Regions from separate parts of the Mus musculus genome. Here region 2 is linked to region 1. The links are chromatin contacts, called in public promoter capture Hi-C maps. All regions are on one chromosome and are shown on one strand. Each heading gives the region's core, a stretch centred on a gene start, on an enhancer-like site or on the middle of the called end of the contact. The rest is flanking DNA. Distances are from core to core; before and after follow the strand shown.

Region 1 (2,675 bases), core at 63-2,562:
TAGTGAGTGGGGTTCAAGCAGCTACTTGGGGTCATTAAGCTATAAGCTGAGAATTACGAAGGAGCAAAAGGTCCCTAAGACTGGAGACTTCATGCCAGCTTTGGATTGTGGGGCTTCTAGATTTCCTTGTGTGAGAGAGAAAATCCTATCTTATTGATGATATTAACATTTGTATGCTGCGTATAGCTGAACCTCATCCTCATTAAGAGATATATCCACGAACAGATAACCTCATTTCAACCCTCAGCTTGATTCTTGGCTCCTCTTTGCCAAGCTTTCCGAAAGCTGCGGAAGTAAGAGACCAGTTTCCATTCCTTTTATCAGAATGGCTTTGCCTTTTGTACTCTTTGAAACAGCTCCTCAGGGAAGCTGGCGAAGAAATCTCAGTCTCTGGGCCCAGATGGTCCCAACAATGGTGGCTCACACTAGGAGACTACAAGTGTGGTAGCAGCAGATGTGGGGTGGACTGGGGAGGGAGCTATGACCCATCTCTGGCGCCTGGGCAATGAAAGATGGAGCGACAGTACCTGTAAATTTAGGTTATTCCAGACCTACCAGGAGGTAATTGTGCAACGGTTGTCTCTAAGTTGGGTTTTCTGCTTCCCGCCTGCTGCCCTGGGCTCCGGAATTCTAGTCCAGATGGCGCCTCCTCCATTGCAGGAGAATGGAGGAGGCCAGACGCTGAGAACTAGGGGAGCATAAGCTTAGCACCTTCTATCCACAGCCTCGCAAGACTTGAGACTGACTCTCCCGGCCCTAGTCTCCCCACGTGTAAAGAGGGGAGCGGGCGCTGACAGCTCCTCCAGACTTCCCTCCTACAGGCTGGGTCAGAGAGCCGGGCTCCCTACTCTAGTCTCATCTGTGCCCATCTGCCTCCACTGACACCTTTGCGGACCCTTCCTGCGCCCCTCAACCTCCCACCCCCAGGTCGCCCCTCACCCTCTGGTAGCCTCACCCTCCTCTGACAGGTAGCGCAGGTCGTAGAACTCGCTGGCGAAGGTGCCGTAGGAGGAGTCGTGGCGCGGCACTGCCTCGTCCGCGCCCGCGTCCCCTCGCGCGCGTCCCCGGGGTCCCCGGCCCCCCGGGCCCGCGCTGTCGTCCGCGGGGCTGGCATCGCAGGCAGCGATCCCCGCCAGCAGCAGTCGCAGGAGCAGTGGTACCCAGGCCGGGCGCCGCAGGGGTTGCCCCGCCATCGCTGCGCACGGATCCCGCAGCCAGGCCGCTCCGGCCGCAGCGGGGACCCCGCGGGCGCGGGCCGGGACCGAGCCGCCGCCAGCACGCGCCGCGCAGCCGCGGAGCGCCCGCACCCGCCGCCTCCCTGCCTCGCTCTGCGCATCCTCGCTCCAGCCCCGCAGCCTGCCCCCGTCCGCTCAGCATCACCCCCTCCTCGCCTGACGCTCCTTCTTCGCGTCCTTCTTTCTATTCTCCCCATCGCCCAGTCGCCTCCAGATTTGACCTTTCTGGTCCCTGGGTGCTTAGTGTGGCCCGCTGATCTACAACATCAGCACCACCTGGGAGCTTGCTTGTATCGCTTCAGGCCCCACTCTGGATACACAAAGCAGAATTTGCTCTCTTACTCAAATCCCCAGCATCCAGTTTCCACACCTTATTAGAATGACTGTCGCCAACATCTTGCTCCTGCAACTTTTCGTCCGGAGAAAAAACTTACTAGACTCATAAATTTCTCTGGATCATCACAGAAGGAAGATGAAATCACAAACTCCCACTATCTACGTAGTCAAGCAGATATCAGAGACAGTGTGGAAAGTGTAACTTAAGACCTTGGCAAAAGCCACAAGTGCTGGAGTATAACCTGAGCCTTTCAAACTAGGCAAATGGTTTACCCAATTTCCCCAGAAGCAAAGTGCACAGACATTAAGTGAGCTAACCATGTCTGATAAGCACGACGAATCTCCACGTTTTCACATCAGCTTGTAAGACACTGCATTATTTATCTGGCCATTCATTTGCTCAATTATATACACAGATCCCAGGTTTGTCTTTAAATGACCCTTGTTGGGGTGGTGACAACTAGTTGTCTTCTGCAAGAAATAGTGACACTATCTCTTCCTCGATGCTACTTCAGAACCTTGCATGTAAACCTTTCTTCTGGTTCTTTTTTTTAAAAAAATGCATAAAGTAAGGAAACTGCTACTGAGGCAGAAAAACAGATTCCAAATGCACACCTAGAAGTCAGACTGCCTGGGTTATCAATAATGACCAGTGATCACTAATTCCCAGGATGTAGTGCATATTAAATAAGACCATGTAGGGAAAGGGTTGTAGGGTTCAATGTCACTGATGTCATAACCTTGCACAGAACTATGAAATACTGAGAAGCCAGTAATTTCAACTGATTTTTAGCCCAGTGGCTGGAAGACATGGGAGCTGTATCGGGATGGGAGATGCCTTGGGAAATCCAAAGGCCAGCTGTTCATTATTGTATATAGCCGACAGGTCATCAGAAGTTAACTATGTTAATCCTGCCAGGGTCTCACACTGAACCTGAAGCTCACCTCAGCTATGCAGGCTGGGCTGGGAGCTTGGGATCCCCCTGTCTTCCCAGCACTGGTATTATCGACATGCTGCCGCATACTGTTTTTTATTTGGGCATCAGGGATTTGAACTCAGGTCCTCATGTTTGCACAGCCAGTACTTTACTAACTGAGCAGTCT
Region 2 (2,675 bases), core at 77-2,576, 370 kb after region 1:
TCCCCGCTTCCCACACAATGAGAAGGTTCTGGGAAGGAAGTGGTGGCAGGCTCTGCTCTACAGTCCTCTAGTGGGTGTTGGTTGTGGAGAAAATTGTTGCCTCGTGTCCCTCCTCTTGGCTGCTTCTGAAGAGAGTGGTACGGAGGCTGGGGAGATGGCTCAGCCGGTGAACACAAGGACCAGAGTTTAGCCCCCAGAACCTAAGTTAAAACCCCAAACCAAACCAGTCAACCAAACGAGAAACCAAAACGTAAAAGCCAGGTATAGTGGTACTTCCTTGCAATCCTAGTACCAGGGAGGTAGAGGCGGGCAGGTCCTAGCTTATTTCTCAAACAAATGAACAAGGTATACAAGAGTCCTGAGGAAGAACACCTAAGGGTAGCCTCTGGTACACACACAGACCTGCACACATGTATATGTGCACAAATGTACAGGCAAACCCACACAAAGGTAGGTTAGAAAGTCACCAGCACTATTACTACAGCAGGCTGCCCCACTCCTCCCTCCAGCTGCAGAGTAAGAAAACTACTCTGTCTGTTCCTTCAGTTACATCACAGACAAGGTAGTACGAGGCCAGAATGCACATCGCAATGCACTCTCTTAAAAGCAAAGGCCAGAGTGAGGCCCGGCGGGGTACAGTGTGTGCTCCCTCTGAGAACATCCAGGAGGTGGTAGAACTGTCTTATGTAACTCTCCAGCCAACCCCGTAACACAGGGGCCACTGTACCTATTTTAACAGACAAAGAAATGGAGGCCCCAAACAAGCTTTAAGCCCTCCTTGACCTTGACCTGGCTAATAAATAGAAGAGAAAAAAAAATTTGAACTCAGGTTTTGTTTGAAAATTTTCATCATCAATGCTCAGGATTCCCTTTCCTCCTTAGGAAAGGGAGTTTGATTCTGAGGCAACTTTTCTAATCTCCTGTGGTCATAGGTATCAGAAGGTGGCCAGGACCTACAAACCTCTCCTGTACCCAGGTTCTTTTCTACCTGTATGGCCTGAGTCCTCACTTCTAGCTGGATTTAGCTGCTAGATCAGAGCCTCTGCCTGGAAGAGGCTATATTCTTACCAAAGGCCCATCCTTTTCATATCTGTCACCATGGCATCTGCACCAGGCAGTTTCTAGAAGAGTGACTTCAACTTCGTCTTCTGTGCAGTCGGGCACATCTCGGTCTTCTAAGGGCCAGGAAGAACCCCAAAACGAAACAGCTGACCACAGGCTCTCCTCTCCTCAAATGCTTGGGGTCATTCCCCCTGAACCAGCAATCAAGAGGCACTGCTCTGTGCTCCTGCCACCAGTATGACTGTTGAGGAGTCAAACTGTCACTAGAGTCCAGCCAAAAGGCTTCTCTGACATCACTGGTGATGCCATCACATTCTATGGTCCAGTGCCAACGGACAGCAACTGTATGAACCCTCCAAGGGAATTTTTTTTTCACTAGAAATCCCTATAGACATGCTTCTGTGATAAATATGTGAAGTATAACATGTATGAAAGCACACCCATTTATACATGCATTTGGTGGGTTTTGATATACTTATGTATCTTCTATCTTTATATCATCTATATGATCAATTTAAGGACTGTTTTTAGCATCCTAAAAGATTCTCTGCATCCTTAATTACTTTTCTACCCACTCTTTAGTTTTAGTACCCATGTGCTTTTTGATACACACACACACACACACACACCACACCACACTTATAAACAGAGAACATACTTAGCAATGAAATGAATAATCTTTCTGTTCCTTCTAGCTAGTCTCCTGAAACATTAAGTCTGGCTGGCCTCTGATCTGGTATATGTGCCTGTGGTCTTTCAGGGCAGTTAAAGCATTGTTGTGGTCTGTTTCAGGACACACTGGGTGATCCTGGGACATCTGCCCCACAGACTCCCAGCTACTCCTCTCTACCTGCTTCTCGGGGTGGCTGAACTCCTTCTGAGAAACCCTGTTCTGGGGAGCTCTCTCTGAGGAACTTGACTTTCCTGGTAGCCTGTAGGGCATGCCAGCTTTAATAAAGACCTCAGTCTATCCCTGGAGAAACGACGACAGCTGTGACATAGCTGCATTTCCTCCAAACCTTGCAACCAGTCACAGACTGTCAGGGAAGAAAGTTACACTGGGCTCTATTTTACACTGGGCTCCATAGTAGCTGTGTGGACTCAGCTGGGTATTCATAGTAGACATTAGGTTTATTTCTGTACATTTGGGGTGAGAGACAAGCTTGTTTCTTTTTTCTCAGAAGATCTTAATTTTTTTTATTACATCAATTGATAGTGTGCAGTATGTATTGTGTAGTGTGTGTGTGTGTGTATGTATGTATGTGTTTGTGTGTATATGTGTGTGTGTATGTGTGTGTATGTGTGTATGAGTATGTGTGTGTGTATATGTGTGTGTATGTGTGTGTGTATATGTGTGTGTGTATGTGTGTGTGTGTATGTGTGTGTGTATATGTGTGTGTGTATGTGTGTATGTGTGTGTGTAGTGTGTGTGTATGTGTGTATGTGTGTGTGTAGTGTGTGTGTGTGTGTGTGTATGTGTGTGTGTAGTGTGTGTGTATGTGTGTGTGTGTGTAGTGTGTGTGTGTGGTGTGTGTGTATGTGTGTATGTGTGTGTGTGTATGTGTGTATGTGTGTGTGTGTGTGTGTGTGTGTGTGTGTGTGTGTGTAGGTCA

What was found. Promoter capture Hi-C pulls out the DNA fragments that hold promoters and counts their contacts.
Region 2: a contact with region 1 is called in a promoter capture Hi-C map of liver, with 5 times the contacts expected there. The contact joins the promoter of 1700042G15Rik here to the promoter of Frrs1l in region 1. A contact is called at or near these places in 4 of 39 promoter capture datasets (the SN4741 cell line, liver and stem cell-derived epiblast-like cells) and 1 of 9 other capture datasets (embryonic stem cells).

What each region holds. Positions count from the first base shown.
Region 1 is chr4:56,989,079-56,991,753 of GRCm38.p6, forward strand. It overlaps Frrs1l (ferric-chelate reductase 1 like), which reads right to left and starts at 1,313. Exons shown (of 5, transcript NM_001142965.1): 1 at 956-1,313. The coding sequence starts at 1,193.
Region 2 is chr4:57,362,966-57,365,640 of GRCm38.p6, forward strand. It overlaps 1700042G15Rik (RIKEN cDNA 1700042G15 gene), which reads right to left and starts at 1,327. Exons shown (of 3, transcript NR_038179.1): 1 at 1,069-1,327.